2 separate regions of the Urocitellus parryii genome follow, and region 1 is linked to region 2. A link is a contact called in public Hi-C data. All regions are on one chromosome and are shown on one strand. Each heading gives the region's core, a stretch centred on a gene start, on an enhancer-like site or on the middle of the called end of the contact. The rest is flanking DNA. Distances are from core to core; before and after follow the strand shown. Region 1 holds the start of Tmem267 (transmembrane protein 267). Region 2 holds the start of Znf131 (zinc finger protein 131).

Region 1 (4,725 bases), core at 1,333-3,832, 230 kb before region 2:
TGAAAATAAAAATATTTATGTAATTTTTAAAATGTGGGGAAAAGCTCCTTAATTAAGTAACTCAGTGCTACTGGAGAATAGTGGTATCCTAAACCAGATTTCTAACAAGAAAAATGAACAGTCTTCTGATTATTATAAACCAAGATCTTCAGAAACCTTGCTAGAAGAATTTAATGAAAAGAAAGTATCAGTAGCATTGGAAAAAACTTCCAAAATTCTTCAGGATATTGATTGTCTTTTATCAAACTCTAAAAAGTGAAAAATGGAATTATTATTAAATCTTGAGGATGTTGTTTCAAATGACTGGTACAAAATTATTAGTAAGCCAAGAAATTGCATGTATTACTTCTACATGACTATGAGAATTGACAATTAACTTTGGTTGTATTTTACCTAACTTGTAAAATTTTTAAATACATACAATAAATTTTATTAATAAAGAACTATTTTGAACTCTCTCATTTAATGTCAGATTTATGAAACTTCTGTAAAATTATGAATTTTTTGCTGTTTTTAATCTTGTGTCATATTCACTATTTTTTGTATCCAGTAACTCCTATTTACTTTCTACTCCCAAAGAACTATTAAAAGATAACTAAATCTAAACAAAACAAAACAACAAGCAAGCAAGCCTAGGCAATATTGCAAGCTAAGGATCAAGTACTTCAGCCAAGACTGTTTTATTTAAACTGTCTCATGAATTGGATTTCATTTCTTTTGAACATACAGAAAGATTTATGCTGCAAAATGTGTGGAATTAACAGAAATGTCCTCACCAAAAGTACTTATTGTAGCCTTGCCTATGGAAAGAACAAAAACTCATATCTAAAAAGAATGTAAGATTATACTACCAGACAACCAGAAATGTTCTAATTTTCTATTTAAAAAGATCAGGCTGGGGCTGGGAATATAGCTCAGTTGGTAAAATGCTTGCATCGAATGCACAAGGCCCCGAGTTCGATTCAAAAATAAAATAATAGCACCACAAATAAATAAATAATCAGATTCCTCATATCTAAAGTTAAGATAAAGCAACAAAGGAAAACAATGAAGAGAAAAGAATTACTAGATTTGTAGTGATCATGTCAATGAGTTGAAGGGGCACAAGGTTCTCTTTTTAGCTCCTCACTCTGGGCTTCTTCATATTTTAGATATTAGCAAAAATATTTCTTCAAAGAAACCTCCCTAACTACTTGACAGGTTACTCTTCTCTCAACTCTAATATCCACCCTGTTTACTTCCTGTAAGTGCCTACCACAATCTGCCCAGCTTGTTTGCTTCATTATGGCCAATATCCACTACTAGAATATCCTCCATAAAGTAATTTTGTAGCCTTGTTACCATAGTGCCTGGCACACACAGCACTCAGTATATGTTGTGTAAATGGATCAGTGTCTTTAGGTAGTAAATTGACTAGAGACAGAAAACCAACAATTTGTTCTGCTTTGGTTCACAGGAGGTCATCTATGTTGTCCCTCAGCTCCAGAAACCCAAGACTATTATGAAACAACTGTATTCAGACAGAAAGTGTGCCTTTACCATGGCTAAAAGCACTCAAATTATAGACTGTGACAAGCAATGAAAAGTTCTGTGGTTGAGAAACTGAGATTCTGTGGACAGCCTAGGAATTTGCTTGAGATTAAACATTCCTTCAACTAAGTTATTTATTCCACTGCTGCCCTTCCTTTCCATTTGACACTTGTTTTGAGAAACGCTAAGAAAGGTGAAAAAATGTCCCTCTGTAAGAGGCGTTTTATTTGGGGCTGGTCCTTTTTCTAAGGTAGATGTTTCCGTGATGAAGGCAGTACCCAAAACTGCGAAGCAGGGAGATGGGAAGCACCTGGTCGCAGTCCCTGCAAACAAACTGGTGAATCCAGTTAGTTTCAAGCAGCCCTGTTTGCAGTTTTTTTTTTTTTTCCCCTAAACATTTTAGTAGTCATGCTTAAGTGTTCTAGCTACGTCACTGTCCAAAAGTCTAGCTTCCAACATCCACCAGCATAGTAGCAAAGATTTATCGACAACACCCCAAGGTGGCGGTAAAGCGCTACTGAGGAACGTCAGGTCTGAGCAGGCTTGGGATCCCACCGCCTCTTGAAAAACTCCACGACAACCCAGAAGGACCAATGAAAGAAGCTGGAAGTATCTCTACACCTTCGAGACCCACAACGGACTGCGCGTCCCACATTAGGTGAAGCCACTTCTCGGTCCCCAGCTTCCCAGCCTCCACTTGGGTGCGTCGTGGGGAGGTTAGCGGTTAAGACTTGAAACCACTTAAGCGGAGAAACGAATCCTGAGGTTTGACAGAAGGAAACCAAGAACGCACTTTCCACCTCCTACCCTGTCGTCCAAAGGTCTCTTTTAGGGAGGTTTGTGGTTTGTTCAAGGCACCCACAGGCTCAACCATCGTGCACCGGAGTATCGCTTCCTCTCAGCTCCGAAAAGGGCCGGTTTCCCGGCGTCCTCTGGGCGGACGTTGAAGCTAGGGCTGCTCTGGCCCGCAACCGGCGTCTCAATGGTGCCGACCCAGGGGTGGGGCCGCTGCGCGCTGCAGCTGCGAGAACTGAGGGTGGGTATAGCTGCTGCTAGGGGTCGGACGGGAGGGGACAGAATGGACGCGAAACTGCGCACTGAGGGAAGCCAGAGGCTGGGCCCGTCCGACGCTGAAACCTGGCAGGTCCTGGCTGAAGGGGCGGGGAGGGAAGGCACTCCGGGTGTGCCTGACTGCGGGCCGGCGCTGTCTGGTGGCCCAGTGGTCTGCGCGGAGCCCCAACTCTTCCCTCTGGCTTTGGCACCTTCTGGATCCCGTAGACACCCAACCTTTCCAGGACTCTGCGCCCTTGGCGTTGGCCTGGCCCTGGGCAGGGTGCGGGAGTCTTGCAGAAGGAGCCCACTACCTTCTTTAACAGGTAGAAGAGACCTTCGAGCCCTGGGTTCAGTGATGTTTGATATGGTCCCTTCCAAGAGACCCCAGGACTTCCTATCCCATTTTTTAAATTGATATTCTAAAAATCATTGCATCACACCAACCTCAGAAAAACATGACTGGGAATTTGCTGAACATGTTGAAATTAAGAACTGTATGTTTTATTTGTAGCGATCATAGAAACTAAAAATTTTATGTGCCGAGATCTCATGGCTATAAAGTTTCAGTAAATGTGAGCAAGATTTCTGCTTTCTCCCTTTACCAATTATGTGCATTAGATTTGGCACCTGCTTTTGGTGTTTTAGCATTAAAGAAATGAAGTTTCACAGCAACTGCAGGTTAGTGAAGAGGACTTATTTGTAAAGCGTGATAAAGGAAGTTTTTTGGATTTTTGACTACTTTTACCTTTTGTAAATTTATGATATTGGTGGGACTCAGGAAGATTGAATCAGAAGATGAGATTTACTTTGAATTTTTTTCTTATTTGTTTGGGCAGAAATAATGTTTAAGAGATGAGTAGCAAACAAAACACGATAGCATATACTTCAAGAGACCAACTAATTATGTGTTTGTAGAGTTAAGGAGGGGGGGGGTACTATTCTGTCCTTTGAATGCCCAGTAGTTAATGGCATTTGCTGTAATGGGACTGTTGTTGGGCCACTGGAGAAAGTGTCTTCTGCAAGTTACAGAGAAGAATTTATGGTATGGGTGTCTGGCTATTGTAGTAAAGAGATCAATCTAAATATCTTTGTAGGCAGAGGATTAATTGGGGATGTAGCTCAATGGTAGAGCGCTTACCTGGTAGGCATAAGCCCCTGGGTTCAATTCCCCAGCACCACATTCACACCCTGTTGCAGAAATCTGGAAGGAATACTCACAACCTAAGGATTGCTTATGTGTTCACCTCTTGTATTAGTATAATGAAACATTTGTTCAACAACTTAAGCACATCAGATTTTATGCATGACAAGTTTAAAAGAAAATTATAATTGTTGCTCTTCAGGGACATTCCCAACAAAAGTGAAGGAGTAAAATAAACATAAAGATTCGAAGTTTAGGAAGTTCAGGGGTTCATTTTATTTGTAGTGGGATGAGTAGAAAGTGGAAATGAAAGAAAACGGATTAAGAAAAATGAGCACACTTAGGTTCTATATTAGTTTTTCTTTGCTGTAACAAAATCCTTCAGGTAGCTAACTTTAGGAAGAAAAGAGATTTATTTTACTTACAGTTTCAGAGGTTCAAGAATTTGGTGTCTGTTATCTACTCAGTTCTGGTGAGAGGCCTCTTGGCTGCATCCATTCCTGGCAGATGCAGCACCGAGTAGGAGCAAGCAATCAGGATATAGGAAGCCAGAGAGCTGGGGTGGGGCCAGCTGAGGTTTTTATTAACAACCCTTTCAGGGAAACTACCAAAGATTCTACAAGAACTACTTTAATCCCTTTCAAGAGCTGGGCCTGCAAACACCTAAGGATCTCCCATGAGGTCCCATCTCTTAAAGATCCAACCACCTCCTTAATATCCTCACCTTGGGAACCATGCCTCCCAACACATCAGCCTTTGGGGAACGTTCACCCCTTTATAGACTGTAGCAACGTTCTAATCAGAAACAATAAATAGAGGAATTATAATAATTACATCCAGCTTTCTCATATTTAGAATCTAAGCCAGAGATGTTAAATATATGCACCAATAGTTGGAGTGGAATAGTTGCCAGAAGTATGTGTTCCTGGAACAGGCCTATCTTAAAAACAGACTGTTCTAGGGACCTGTATTTCACTGTTACAGGTATCTAGTGCTACAAA
Region 2 (5,157 bases), core at 213-2,712:
GAAGTTAAAATGCGATGAATACCAGGCTATACTGAAAGAACAACTGACCAACCAGATTTCTGCAGTACTGTCTATGCAAGCAGACACTGACAAGTGTCGTCCAGTTTCAGTGCACACCATCCAGACTTTGGTAGGGAGCCCAAAAAGAGTAGGGGGAAAAAGGTGGGTGGTGGAAAGGGAGAACTGAAGCCATAAATAAGCTCCTCTGACCACTGTCCTACGCACCATCGACTATTAGTGTGATATCGGTAAATCGATCCTGCTCTCGTTGTTCATTCAATCGGTCCAGAATCATTTTATGATGTTCAGGAAACTCCTGAAGGCATTCCATCGTCTCTTCAGCCTCCATGGCCTTCGGGTTGCTCTACAAAAGAGGAGCATGATAATGTACACCCATGAGCTCGTGCTGGGAAACAAAACCCCTAAAGCACAAAACAACGAAAAAACAAAACCCAGGAACGTGAAAAGAAGGGGGGGGGGGAGGGTGAGGCAAGAGAGGAAGGCGAGGGAAGAAAGAAAGGCGAGCCAAGTAGCCGCCGCGCGTTGCGGGCCGGAGCCGCGGCCGCGGGACTCCCGAGCCTGACCTAATTGGAGTCGGGAGACGCGAGCTGGAGCGGGGTGGGCACAGCGCCGGAGGCTCGGGGCGCCCGGGCGCGCAAGTCCGGCAAGGGAGGGAACCCGACAGCCGTGGCGGCGCTCTAACGGCCCACCAAGCCCTTCTGCCCCGCCCGAGCTCCCGCTGCCCCAGGACCCGGTCCGGCCCGCGGCCCACAACGACTCCCGGGTCGCCTCTCCCTCCCCCGCCCTCCCTCTTCTCCCCCGCCCCGACCCGGCCGGCACTCACTCAGGGAAGGAGGAGCGGCCCGGGCCTGCGCGTCACTTACGTGGACGTACTGCGTCACTGCGTCAGGCTCCGGCTGACGCGTACGCCAACCGAGGAAGGGGCGGGCCACGCCCCTACCGCCCTCTAAGCGTAGGGGCGGAGCCAGCCGGGTTTTGGGAGCTCCCAGCGGCTCTGGCCGCCAGCTGAGAAAAGGAACCTGTCTTGGGCGGATACGGAGCTTGGCTGGGTCGGAGAGAGGAACCTAAATCACCGCCCTTCTGCCTTTTTCTCTTACCCGCGTGACTCCAGGTGCAGATGCTTTCGACCCCGTACTCTGAATACACTTACTAACCAGTCGCACCACGATTATATCCCCTGGCTGCTCCAGCCACGCCCCACCCCGCCCAATTTTCCTCGCGAGCCCAGGTTGGCCTGCCTTACCTAGCTCGCGTTTCTTCTCTCCTCCCCTTCCGTGCTCTCCCCTCCCAGAGCACAGGTTACCCTACACCTTTCCCTGTTCCCAGGCCGCAGCTTTCCCTCCATCATTTTCTTCGCCGGATCCCGGGCGCTCTTTACGCTGGGTCTAGCTGACGCACGTGCGCTCGCCTGCACGCCCTGGTGGAAGCGGCCACGGGAGCGAGCACGTTCAGGCGCCCGGGATCTGTCTCCCCAATGCCCGCCCTCTTCGCGCCGGCCGGTGCACGTGTTTACTAGGATCGGGACCTGGATCTGCGCTGAATTACTCTCGTGATTTTCTCATTACAGATCTTCTCACCCCGCACCTCTGCTCATTAAAGAGGCCTGTGACTCAGTTAACCATACACATGCAACTGGCCCATTCATCCTAAGAAAGGCTTTTTGAGGAAAATGCAATAGTTGAAGTTCAATTTTTTTCTCTTAAGGAGTTTGAGAATGAGGATTAGGAGAGAACTCAAATAGCTATGTGCAATAGTGGGTATAATTATTATTGCAACGGACATGTTTTAAGAGTCAACACTGTGCTAGACGCTGTTCAAGGAACTGGGAAATCCGGCGGTGTGCAAGGTACACATGGTTTCTACATTCTGAATCTTAGCCTGGTAGAGTAAATAAACATTTATTGTCTGAGTATTGATTGCTAAGTATTATGACATGTGAAGAACAAGGTAATGGGGGGTGGAGGTAGAGGAGAGGCAGTGGCCTGTAAGAAGTGATATGCAAAGGGGCCTCGTTCATAGCATTCCTGCACTGAAAGACTTGCTGGGAAAGACTTCCAGGGGTCTTGTAAACAGTGTGAAATATGTTAGATTTTCTTATCATTTCAATGGAAAGCTTCGAAAGTCAAGCTGGCAAAGAGAGACAATTTCAAGGAGACAGACTGAGTAGGGATGATGGATGTCAAAAAGGCATTTGGATGAGGGTGGGGCTGTGGCTAAGTGGTAGAGAGCACTCGCCTAGCATGTGCGAAGAGCTGGGTTTGAACCTCAGCGCCACCTAAAGTAAATAAATGAATAAAATAAACGTGTCCAACTACAACTAAAAACTTTTTTTAAAAAAAGGCATCTGGGTATATGAATATATAGACTCAAAGGAAAGAGTTAACAAAGAAGATTTTGAAATTTTCAGCATAAAATAAATATTGACATGGGAGTAGATGATATTGCTTAAGGAGAATCTGCTGAAGTGTTAGGCTAGCTACAGGTTGAATCAGTCTACTGGAGTTTTTAAAATATTGTCATTATTAATCACAGTATTTCTTAAGATGAAGAAATTATGCATAAAAATAGACTTTGGGGAAATTGCAGTATGTAGGGCTGCTGCCCTGCATAATTAGATTGAGCCAAATGAAAAACACCTCTCCTTATGGGATTTGAGCTCTCCAGTTCACCACAGTTCCCACCACTGTATAATGTCTGGGACTCAGCTCATAGTATTCATTTTTTGGAGGTGGGGGATTGAACTCAGGGGCACTAGGTCACTCAGCCACATCCCCAGCCCTGTTTTGTACTTTATTTAGAGACAGAGTCTCACTGAGTTGCTTAACACCTTGCTTTTTGCTGAGGCTGGCTTTGAACTCTTGGTCCTTCTGCCTCAGCCTCCCAAGCTACTGAGATTACAGGTGTGTGCTATGTCATCCAGCTTCATTTTTGATACTTGCCCATTTTCTAAGATATTTGTGTTGGGAACTCTTGGTTGTACAGCATCCAAAAGGAAGGTATAGGATTTTACTCCTTTAGAAGTATCAATATCTATGGATGAAATAGAAAAGGAAAAAAACTTTGAAGACTAAGTGTTGCAACTGAAGAAACGTGGAAAGCCAGAGGAGGATGTCATCAAGAAGGCCAACAAGTGTTTCAAAATGGGAGGCCAAGTATTCAGTAGTACCAAGTGCTGCAGAGTGGCCAAACTAAATAAAGATTGGGGAACGGTGGGGTAAATGTATTTAATATCTTAGACATCTTTGGTAGAAGACTTAGCAATAACAAATTTAGTGGAGTTTTTGAGGGTTTCAGGGGATAGTCTGTATCCAATAGGTTAAGGAATAATTAGGGAAAGAAAAGGAATGGTAATTATAGAACTCTTATTTAATACTGGATTGGAAATTCCAAATAAGTGGGATCGTTGATCATTCCTGTGGAGCTAGGAAAGAAGACAGAACAGGGCCCAGATAGCAAAAAATCACAAAAAATAGCAGTCTAAGCAGGAGATAGATAACACGTGAGGCCCAGATTTTTTTTTTTTTTTCACCAGTGTTCTCCCTGGTGGCTGCTGAATCTTGTGTCTAAGTTGCAGTCTCATCCCATCTTGGCATAATAATGTGACATGCAAAAAAAACCATCCAGGTATGAAGATGGTTGCTATTCTAGGTACTGGAGACCTTCAGGATATTGTTATTGCCGAAGGGGCCACAAAGATCCAAATGATGCTTCTTTAACTTTTAAATCTTTATTGCAAATATGGAACTCATTGCACCCCACTTGCTTCTTGGTCTCCCTATGAATTGTTACTTTTTTTTTTTTATTTTTTGGGTGGTACTAGGGATTGAATCCAGGGGCACTTAACCACTAAGTCACATCGCCAGACCTTGTTATATTTTATTTAGAGACAGGGTCTTGCTAAGTTGTTTAGGGCCTAAGTTGGTGAGACTGGCTTTGAACTCATGATCCTCCTGCTCAGCCTCCCAACCCACTGGGATTACAGGTGTATGCCACTGTGCCTGGTTTGTTTTCCTCATTTTTTCCCCTCATTTCTCGCCTTAATTTGGGTAAATATTATGAGTCCTCTTTCTTTTACCTTGGTAGTTATTTATTCATTATTTTAGGGGCCAACCTATAGTTTATATCCTGAATCCTTGATTTAAAACAATTAAATTACTTGATATTTTTACCCTCTTTCCAGACTACAGAAAATTCCTTGGAAAATATTAATTTCCTTTACTCTCCTCTCTACCCCCCAGATTTTTGCTTTACATATATATCAAATCCCACATCATTGTATTGTTTCACATAGTTATCACCCATTGAGATTTGCTCATAATCTACACTTTGTGCCACTTTCTACTTATACTTCAAATTGGTTTCACTTTCCATTAGATTGCAAGATTTTTTTTTTTTTTTTTTTTTTTTTTTTTTTTTTTTTTAGTATTTTAGTATTCTGTTATGGTTTGGATATGAGGTGTCCCCCCCAAAAGCTCCTCTGGTCATTTCTTTTCACCTTACCTATCAGACATTCCTGGACATGTCAATCCAAAATAAGCTTTCCCTTCTTAATTTTGTTGTAGAAAGCAGTACTGGCCTCTTCGCCTCTCAGGACCCAAAGCACCAGAGTAAGCCCCTGAACAACAATGTTGTTCTGTCACCGGCGTGTTGCTGCCCTCTAGTGGTCTGTTGGCAGGTGAGGTTCTCCTCGCTTTCCTCATAACACCAGGGGGCAGTAAAACTTCCAGCCAAGAAGTTTGGCAAACACTAAAATTGGGCTTTTGAAACCTGGAGTGGGGCAGGAGAAACTGTGAGGCCCAGCACTGGGAGGGAGGGCTAAGATCTTGGTCCCTCACCTGAAGTGTGTGAAGGAAGCACTGGTATTCCCAGTCATTCTCTCATTGCTTGCGGGGATGCAAAATGAAGCTGGTGTGGTCAGAGGATTGAATGGATCTCCCGGCTTTGATCAAAGGCCAAACTGTCATTTTCTTTTTTACAAATGAAATTAGGTGACTGTTATTGTTGTGGTGGTGGTGGTGATGTCTATAGCAGACAAAAGATTACATGTCCAAGGCTGAGGCAGGAGAGCCACTGGTTCAAGATCCTATCTGAAAAACAAAAACAAAAAAAGATGACATGTCCATTGCAATGTGGTTC

The links. A called contact is a pair of places that touch in the nucleus more often than the background predicts.
Region 1: a Hi-C map of muscle shows a contact between it and region 2, with 2.8 times the contacts expected there. The contact joins the promoter of Tmem267 here to the promoter of Znf131 in region 2. A contact is called at or near these places in 2 of 2 Hi-C or Micro-C datasets (liver and muscle).

What each region holds. Positions count from the first base shown.
Region 1 is chr1:36,637,063-36,641,787 of mUroPar1.hap1, reverse strand. Tmem267 (transmembrane protein 267) reads left to right here and starts at 2,582. Exons shown (of 6, transcript XM_077800217.1): 1 at 2,582-2,906. C1H5orf34 (chromosome 1 C5orf34 homolog) reads left to right here. Exons shown (of 13, transcript XM_026393600.2): 13 at 66-1,450. The coding sequence ends at 259.
Region 2 is chr1:36,410,240-36,415,396 of mUroPar1.hap1, reverse strand. Znf131 (zinc finger protein 131) reads right to left here and starts at 1,462. Exons shown (of 7, transcript XM_026393611.2): 1 at 1,265-1,462; 2 at 226-364. The coding sequence starts at 349. It also overlaps the pseudogene LOC113186211.